2 separate regions of the Lactuca sativa genome follow, and region 2 is linked to region 1. Evidence: chromatin contacts called from public Hi-C data. All regions are on one chromosome and are shown on one strand. Each heading gives the region's core, a stretch centred on a gene start, on an enhancer-like site or on the middle of the called end of the contact. The rest is flanking DNA. Distances are from core to core; before and after follow the strand shown.

Evidence for each region. A called contact is a pair of places that touch in the nucleus more often than the background predicts.
Region 2: a contact with region 1 is called in a Hi-C map of leaf, with 6 times the contacts expected there. The contact joins the promoter of LOC111878034 here to the promoter of LOC111878038 in region 1. A contact is called at or near these places in 3 of 4 Hi-C or Micro-C datasets (bud and leaf).

Annotation. Positions count from the first base shown.
Region 1 is chr5:247,296,397-247,301,547 of Lsat_Salinas_v11, reverse strand. LOC111878038 reads left to right here and starts at 2,600. Exons shown (of 3, transcript XM_023874555.3): 1 at 2,600-3,055; 2 at 3,139-3,257; 3 at 3,359-3,631. The coding sequence starts at 2,780. The coding sequence ends at 3,461.
Region 2 is chr5:247,507,320-247,512,470 of Lsat_Salinas_v11, reverse strand. It overlaps LOC111878034 (protein EI24 homolog), which reads left to right and starts at 2,660. Exons shown (of 11, transcript XM_023874550.3): 1 at 2,660-2,831; 2 at 2,914-2,979; 3 at 3,619-3,766; 4 at 4,081-4,133; 5 at 4,212-4,364; 6 at 4,442-4,505; 7 at 4,572-4,657; 8 at 4,721-4,803; 9 at 4,942-5,018; 10 at 5,117-5,151. The coding sequence starts at 2,710. It also overlaps the pseudogene LOC111877970.

The DNA of each region.
Region 1 (5,151 bases), core at 1,351-3,850:
AAAGCTTTGGAGGGTTTGTGGTTGGAGAAACTTGAGAGGAAAAGTGTTGTGTGCTGCCAAGGTGTCAAAGGAATGAAAGGAAAGGGGATACCCTTTATATATGGGAGAGAGTGTTGCGAAAAAGTGAGTGTGTGGCCAAGGAGTGGGTGTGCGGCCGCACACCCATGTGTACGGCCGTACACTCCTCCTAAAGGTGTGTATGGCCCGGTTTTCTCACTATACGACACGCTGACTCGTTCCTAACCTCAACCTTGGTCATACTCGAGCTTAGAATCACTTAAATGAACCCTTAAATAGTACATGAAATCAACAAAACTAGTTGAATATGGATTGCTTTGACTGCGTGTACAAGAGAGAAGTTTCGGGTTGTCACAGTATGTGTCGTTTTGGAAAGCTCACTAAGATATGTGCTTACAATTTTCATGTTTATGGTTTCATTTACTTTCGGTTCCAAGGGGAAGAGCTCGACGTGATTGCATCGCATCCGTCTGTATTCCGCATTTATGAGATGATTTGTACTCTGATAATTATTTTATACACTTTCATACTTTGATGAGTTTTGAAATGATTGACTAGTGGTTTTGATTAACTTAAAAACAAAAAATTTTACTTAGTATTTTTGGGATGTTATAGGGATTGTCCTTCATAGTGAAGCCTTTGATAATTTGGAGACTTTCTTTGTAAAAGTTTCGTACTTCTACGTAAATATGGTTACAACCCATAAATTAAACTACAAATAAGAACTTAAATTGACTAACAGATGCAATTAAAATTATTCAAGAAAGAAACACCTTGTCTTGTTGTTCTTCTAGGTTATGCAATATAGGCTCCATAATCGATTTATGTCACATGTGAATCCTCAGTCTAGTAAATGTCACAAAAAGATGGGAATCGGTGTTATATAGTGTTATATTGGGCCAATTAAGTGAAAACGTATGGAGAGAACCATAGAAACAACGTGGGGAAACGGGGCGAGGTGAGTGGTAATCCATGAATTCAAGGGCGTGGGGTGGGGAGGCTGAAAATTTCGGGGTTGGGGGTGGGGGATGCAATTCTCGTTCCATTTACCCCCGTTGACATCCCTACTTTCAACCCTCATATTTATCTCTTTCCCAATCTTTATCTTAGGGGGTGTTTAGATAGGGAAAAAATAAGTTGCTTATTGCTTATTGTTTAATCTCACCGCAATAAGCAAATTTAAGTGTTTGGATAAAAGTTTTTAAAAACCAGCTTATTGCAGTAGTAATAAGCTAAATAAACTGATTTTAATAAACAATGGGATGAATGTTTATTGCTTATTGCTTATTGCTCATTTTACTCATATAAGCTGTTTTGTTTGTCAAACACTTCAAATGTTTATTGTTTATTGCTTATTCCCACCGCAATAAGCTAATCCAAACACATTTTAAAAAAATGTTTATTCCCACCGCAATAAGCTAATAACATAAAAAAAATTTATCCAAACACCACTTATTCAATAAAAATCCTAAACTTATTATTTGTCTTCTTCATCTTAAACCTTATATTAAACCTACAATTTTCACAACTCAACTTATTTAACCAGAATATAGGATGGTAATTATATGTTGTACCCTCCCTTTTAGCGTCTTTAACCAATATATTTTCTTCACTTTCATTCTTTATCTTTTAATATAATGATATTTAGATTTTGGACTTTTTCTTTTTGTGTTTTGTCTAAGGTATAAAATTTTAAACTCTCAACTCTTTTAAATGGAACCCATTCCTCATATGAAAACTACCAGTAGAGGGCTTACACTTTGAGCAAACAATCCTTTGGGTTGGGCCCAACTTTATTCGAAAATTAACACGTAACAGTAGAACTAAAAGTAATAAGTTTCCATTTTGATTCGTTGGCTCCACTTTCAGTGTGTTTGCCTTATATACATTGGCTAAATTTGGTAAAATATGGAGATAGTGTGTTTGCCTTATATATATTGTCTAAATTTGGTAAAATATGGACATAGTGTGGTTCACTAAAATCATATAACCTCGCAACTAATTGGTCATTATGATTGTAACTCATGTTGTGATATTTTTCCTAACATCACATAAAAGAATAAATATATTTAAATATGACCTAATGTCGAAACAGTAATAAAGAAATAGGGGAAACAACATTGATGTGTTAGTAAGAAGGGTGGACTAAGAGTAGGAGACAGAGATGGTAATGTTGCAATAGCAATGACAAACAAAGGTGAGGTGCATCGACAATGTGGTTGTAGGTTTGAGTACCAATCATAGAGGAGTAATGATAATCGCAGTATTAACCGTAGTTGAAAATTAGAGAATTTAAAGAGGAAAGAGGATAATACAGAAATATTAATAAACAGGATAATATAATCTTAAAATGTAAATCTAAAATGCAAATTTATGAAATCTGAGGGCGTAATATAGAAATATTAATAAATAGGGTAGATTATTGAATAGGGAAAAAGTATAGGGACTAAAAGTGTAATATTACACTTTCAAGTTTCAACGCGCGCACGCATGGAGTCAAGCGACTTTGCTGAATATATGAGTTTCTATGTATAGAAAAAACAACAAAGGATAGAGATGGAAAACAGGGTGAAAAGAAAACTATGGACCCAAATCAGGTAACGCCATCAATACCAGAAACCGCCGCAAACATCTTTCACTCTTGTTCACGACACCTGTAAATACAACCCAATATAATATGGATCCAATCCTCCATTCTCCATACTCAAATCACACAACTAGCTAGATTTAGTAACTGCAGCAGGAGTTGATATCTCGATCGATGACAACCAAGGAACGGAAGATACTGGTGGCGGTGGACGAAGGCGAGGAGAGCACGTACGCGCTGTCGTGGTGCCTGAAAAACGTCGTCGCCGAGAATTCGAAAGACACCCTCGTCCTCCTCTACGTCAAACCACCGCAAGTCGTCTACACAGCTCTCGATGGATCAGGGTATTTGTTTTCGCCGGATATAATTGCCACCATGGATAACTACAGGAACCAGGTAGCTGAATCCGTGATGGAAAAGGCCAAAAAGCTTTGCAAAGATCTTCAAGATGTGAGAAATTAAACTCTCTTTCAATTCTCTCTAAAGAGTATATATGATCGTATTTTATGTTGATTATTCGAGTTGTGTTGTAGGTGAAGGTGGAGACGAGGGTGGAACAGGGTGATCCGAGGGATGTGATCTGCAGTGCGGCGGAGAAAATGGGTGTGGACATGGTGGTGTTGGGCAGCCATGGATACGGATTGATTAAGAGGTCAGTTGTGTTTCTAACTTTCTATTGTGGATCGATGATTTATGTTTATGAAATATATGAAAATTGAAAAGTGATGGAATTGGATGCATTGAAATTGGCAGGGCATTTCTTGGAAGTGTGAGTAATCACTGTGCGCAAAACGCCAAGTGTCCGGTCTTGATAGTCAAGAAGCCCAAAACCTCTGCCGCTGCAACTTCCACTTGAAGTTGAAGTTGTTGTTAGTGTCGTGTTATGTTATTATTTATGCATTGAAGTTTGTACGATGGTTATTGTTGCTGTTTTACTTTTAAGTTTATTGCGTTTGGTATTTTGAAGGCATTGTAAATATGAGACGAGCTTATGAACATAATGAAATATCAGTGGTATTATATGAATATGATTGATTAGATTTGTTTACGGTTGAAAAGACAAAAGCTAAGTTGAATAGAGAGGAAAAAAGCATTTTAGTGGGTTGACAAGATGTTAGATTAATTGGAAACGTATCGAACTTTCAAAGAACTATGAGAGTTATATGCATAGCTCCAACCATCGTTGTTAGATTCTCGATATCTTAGATCTTAAGTTTTTTTTTTTTTTTTTTTTTAATAATCATAGTAGGACCAATTCTGATTTTGTGTACTAAGATTTTAGGATTTGACTAGGATGAATCTTATTCCGATTTTTATTACATTCAAGTCTTAAGTCTTCTTGATCTCAGAAAATTCATTTCTTCTGCTAAAAAAATCCTATGCATAGCCTAAATGATTCATTTACCATTTTACCTTGACATGGATTCATCTATTCAACTCGAAATCTACCGTTGCAGACTGCAGGAAGCCTCATAAAACATATGGCACATTTCGAATAGGTAGAGCACATATAAAGATACGGATTTTAGTCTCTTTGTGATTTTGTGTTTAGCTACACGTGGTCACAATGATATTGTTTTGTTTTTATGTTTACGATTTTTTTCTTTATAATTATTGGGTTTGCACCTACAAAAATTATAACCAATTAGATAGTCAAAGTTGACTGATACGTCTTGATCAACATCAAATTGTAATGTATAACGTAAAAATAAGATCTTCCACAAAGACTGGCTCAAGAAAAAAAGTCTAGAAAAAGACCAAGTTCATCAATTGCAATGAGTGTATGAGGGCCTGAAGGGAAACTATATTGGAGGGTTTTTTTCACGATGAAGTGAATAATGCCTTGATGTGAACAATTTGACATGCAAGTTCATAGGTATTTGAGTAGTGCAAATTCATATGATCGAAGGTGTTGTTCACATGTGTTCCTCGATATTTGTTATATATGTGTATAATTTGATTTTTTTTTTGAGTAAATTACACGAATGGTCCCTATGGTTTAGGGTAATTTATGCATTTGGTTCTTAGTTTATTTTTTTTAACTCGGTAGGTCCCTAATGTTTGTTTTTGTTACGCATTTGGTCCCTGTCTTATCTAAAAAGACTATTTTTTCTTGATTTTTTAATTTATTTAAATAAACACATTCCAACCCTACTAGGGTTGTTCCAAACATATATGTGGCCCGGGGCAAAAAGAAAAAAATGGCCCCTCGAAGACAAATATAATAAAGATTAAAAAAAACATATCATTTACTCTATAATATAGACGTGTTCAATTAGCACTGACAAGCAAACTAAGTTATTTATCTTTTGAGCTAATTTGAGTTTCAACCAACTTTAGGCCCTAAAAATCATTTAGGTAATAATTTTTTATATATATATAAACTACATAGCCTATAAATTTTGGGCCCCTTGGAGTCGTGGGCTCTGGGCGGTCTCCCGGGTTGCCCACCGTCTGAACAGGACCTGAACCCTACCATCCCTCACCTTATCTTACCCACCCCACCAATGTTCCTTATTAAAATAATAGTTTTTTTAGGTAAGACA
Region 2 (5,151 bases), core at 1,411-3,910, 210 kb before region 1:
TCTGAGGATATTATGATTTACATGTCCATGTTGGCAGTGAGACCCGTTGATGGGGGCATTCACCCTATTTACTTGAAATGTTGATTCTTAATGTAAACACTAACCTTCATACAAACTTTTTGTATAATGGTTGTTGAAGAGGTTGCAAACTTTGTAGCCTCTGCATTTGCACTAGCTATTTTGGTTACTCCTCTTGGGGTACTCAGCATTATAATCCAGGTAGGTTTAAAAAAATATTTGAGATATAGATAAAAATATACAAATAAGGACAAATTTTAAGTATTTAAAAATATACAAATAAGGACAAATTTGTCCAAAGTTAGGACTTAAGGGTTGTTTCTTTCTTTTTTGTTCCTTAATGATGTGTGTGTGGATAATGTGTTGTATACATAACTTCAGTTTCTTTTCTAAACAATCTAAATAAGACTTAGTGACCATTTTACTTATCCATTTCAAAAAACATATTTCACAATATTTATCTATTTTAAGTATTTAAAAATATCAATCAATTCAACATGAGAAGAGTTGGGAGGAAAAAAGAAAAAATGCAAATAGGTAAAGGGTTAGTGTCTTAATACATTACACCCATGTCTTTTGGCTTAACCCAGTAAGTCATTATGTCTAAATTAAGTAAAAAATCAGCAATGTATACATGTACATATTAAGTGCTTAATCCATTAATCATTATGTCAAAAAGAAACAGCTCCTTAATCAAGTCGTTCTTTCTGCATTAGTAAAAAAGACACACCTATTCATCTATATATAGCTGACCTATGTCATATTGTAGTGTTGTGCTTGCACATATTTTTGGAGTTCTTGGTTGTGCTCTATGTGTTGTGGGTTCTATTACAATTGCTCTACATGCTCCTCAAGAACGTGCAATTGAATCAGTCATAGAGGTATGGGATCCTGCTACAGAGCCATGTAATAATCTTTTTTATTTAATTTTTGGGTTAAATGCACATTTATGCAAACAAGTTTTCACATTTTTCCCACTTTCATTTTGCAGCTTTTATTTTATATGGGGTGCTGGTGTTAGTAGTTGTTTTTATACTTGTCTTATGTTATATCCCGTTATATGGTCATACACATGTAATGTGCTACATTGGAGTTTGTTCTCTAGTAGGTTCTTTGTCGGTATGTAGCTTTCTTATTTCTTTTTTTAATTTATTCTCTTGATCTTTGTGTCTGAATATATAAAAGGGTTTTTTTTTTGTTTGTTTCACAGGTAATGAGTGTTAAAGGTCTTGGTATTGCTTTGAAGCTTACTTTTTCAGGAACAAATCAATTAGTTTATCCTTAAACATGGGCTTTTACCTTCTTTGTTCTGCTTTGTATCATTACTCACATGAATTATTTGAACAAGGTATTTTATTAAGTTGTTCTTTTTACATTAAGTCAAAGAAAACATCCATACTGAGTGCATGTTCTTTGGGTGCAATATTGACTATAGGCTCTTGACACCTTTAACACAGCTAGAACCTTCTTCATAAAACCAAAGACATGGTTGCTGGTATGCTTTTTTACCTTTTCATCACCATCATATTCTTTCTAATACAAAGTTTTATGGCACATGACTGGACAAACTTTCTATTGCTATTTTTAATATACAAATGACGAGGCATTCATGTCTTTTGTCTTTTGCATTGAGAGTGAGTCCCTGTCCCACCTTTCTGGGCGAGATAGCAAAAGTTGCAGTTTTTGTCCCATTGACATCAGTCATATCACTCTGACACTCTGTATGTGTAAAACAATTACATCTTGTGTATCAATGACAGGTCAGTGAAAGTCTCCAAGCACATGGATGAGGAAGATGGTATGTGTAATGAAGGCATCCCTTTGAGGACGAGTAATATGAACATGAGGTTAACATGATGTGTTTTTTTTAGCAAAGCACATTGTATTTTTACTCTTGGCCTTTTCATTAGCTAGGGGGAAATTGTTAACTTTATTATGTTTGTTAGTTAATTATATCAGTTATATAAATTCAACATATTGATTATAGAAAATGCACCTTCTTTTCTATCATGTAATATGTATGGTGTTCATAAGTGACATTTCTGTTGACCTTGATGTATGTAAGCTATCAAGTTTGCTAAAAAAAATCATATCATAATAACAAGACCATATTTATAATAATAAAATTTATAAGTATTATATTGCAAAAAGTTATAATATTATTTGAGTAAGTTACATATTGATGGATTTTTATATATTTGTAAGGATCAGTTACCATGAGTAACAATGTTAAAGAAAGATTATACATGTTGAACCTGGTTGTTATATGCAATATCTATAAACAAAAGGAACAAAAAATGCAATCGAAATTTAAGTTTTGGATTTGAGACAACAAAATTTTGAAAGTTATGAATGTCAGGGGTTAAATATAAATTCCCCAGAGATGAGGGACAGATTTGCAATTTTGGCGAAAGGAAAAATTTGAATGGCTTAATTTGGTGATCATCGAATTCTTTATTCTTCGTTGTCGTCTTGTCGATGGGGCTAGAATTTGTGTGTTTTGACCTACTACAGATGATATACTACAGGGACCAATACATTAAAATTTTCATTTAGGGACTAAACTTGTTACAAACGATAGACTATAGGGACCAAGTCATTAAAAGTTCGGCATATGAAACGTAACCCGCTGGTGCTGGAGGAATCAATTTCGTCTCTCTCACGCGCACGAAACAAAAAGTAAATTCAGTAATGGAAAACATCGGCCCCTTGATCAGAGGCTACCTCACGAAGCTAAAGCAAGCATCGGTGTTGTGGGTCGAAGGTTTTCGAGAAGCTTGCTGTCTCCACAGAGTCGTCATCTACTGTCTCAGGTTCTCCAATTTTTTCCACTTTTACACAAGTTGCTTCTTCAATTTCGACCTTTTGTTTTAATTGTTTTATTCGCTTCTGAAGGTCGAGGCAACTGATGATTCGAACCGGACAGTGCTTTCTCTTAAACGGTTTTATCTTTTTAGGGAGGTAATATCTTGCTCTGTTAATTTCTGCTGATGATTCGAATACTTATAACTATTATAAATTTGAGTTGATTGAAGTAAAACGATCCTACCTTTGTTCCTGAAAGAGTTACTATTGGATATTTGGAGGTCGTTAGTTAACGTTTTTAACTTCAAAATTGACTAGAATTAGTTTGTCTGCGTAGATCACATTGATAATTGTGTCTAATTATATAAGGAACATTACGATTGCGGAAATCTATGCCAAATTTGAACCTCAAAACTGTTTAGGTTTGAATCTATAATCGTGTAGAATTCACAGTACTTAAATAATCATAGCAATGTCATCCAACTACAAAGCAATTTTCACTGCTATAACCTAGTAATCTAGTATCAAAGTACAATCCTATAATTGGGTAATTTTTTCAAAGTAGAATGCAGTAATGGGAAAAAGTTTAAGTACAATGCTGTAATCGAAACAAATGAAATTAAGATGCTACAATAAACAAATAAAGGAAAGTACAATACTATTTGTGGCATTTAGCCCTAAAAATAAATTATTTCTTTATTAGTATCTTGATGCATAATGTTCAACTGTTACTTAGTTGCAATTCTCATTCGACCTTATACTCTCTATGGTGATCAAAACTTGTATTATTTGCAGTATTTTCATTCTAAGATCTCTTATCATTCCAACACTACAATGGATATTACCCTTTGGAGTCTCAGGTGGTGATCAAGATCTATGCTTATCGCATATGCCTATAAGATTGTATGCCTTCTTACGACTTGGACTCTTACAACTTATTTATGTGAGTATACAATAGGAAACTTGGTTAATTTATGTGTGCAGATTTGATCTAAAGATGCCTACTTTAACAATCATTGAGAATTAATTCTTGAAATGTGAGTTGCCATGATGCCTACAATCTCAAAATGCTAAATATGTTTGTGCTTAAGTCTCTACATCTCCCTTGTACCTGGTGAACCCCATCTACTTGAGAGAGTTGACTATGGACTCCCTTATCGGTTGACTTGTTTGACTTTTCTGTCTTTTGAAGTTGATGTTTTGTGATTTTGAAATGCTGCCAATGCCATGAATTGATATGATTTTGGTTGTGAACAGGGTCTATGGTTCTACCCTTTGTACATATTCAGCTTCATTTTAAGCACTATATGGTACATATTTATTTATAATGAGTCTTAAATACAGCATTTGCCACCTGCATACATAATAAATAACATGCTTATATCTAGGTACAATGATATTGCTCAGTTTGGTCTTACAGTGACTGAAACACCTGGATCAACCAATGCAACTCCATCTAACAATAACAAAAAAGAGGCATCAACTTCAGAAAATACAACACACAGACATACACATGTTGATAAACCAACTGACCTTGGCAGGTAAAAAAAAAAAAATTTTTTTGGAGCTGCTAATTTAGTTGCCATAACCATAAGTAACATCATATACTTATTTTCAGGGTCATGATAGGAATAGCAGAACAAGGCTATTCACTCCTCCTACTGACCTTTTTCTTTCTCGAGGTATATACATATATATCATATTTTATTTTCCTTTTATGGTAATAATATAGATATATTATATAACAGGTTTACCTCACGGGTTTGGTGCCTTATATTGGGAAGGCACTCAATTTCATACTTCTTTCATGGATGTATGCCTACTACTGCTTTGAGTAAGTGGCGATGACATGGCTCCTGTTTTTTATTTTGTGGCTTCTCATTTAATTTTTTTATAGGTACAAATGGAACTTCTCTGGTTTGAGTTTGGATAAAAGGCTTGACTTCTTTGAGTCAAACTGGGCATTCTTTGCTGGTTTTGGTGATTTTTTTTTTTCATTTTCTTTCACACTTTTACATTTGATTTGTCTCAATTATTCTAAAGGGCATCATTTTATCCACTTAACTATATTCTGCATGTGAATGTCGATTATTTTAAGTATGAATAATGTACTTTCAGGATCTCCTTGCGTTCTGGCTATTTTCTTTTTTTCTCCTTTAGTAAGTTATGGTGTAATGGCTGTACTCTTTCCAATGGTAAATGCTCAAAAACCTTTAATCAAACTCATACTATTACAAAATCATAAGTTTCAGGATATTTATTTTGTTAATCACACTAATTGTTTGTGTCTCAGTTTGTTCTGACTGCAGCAGGCTCAGATGCTGAGAG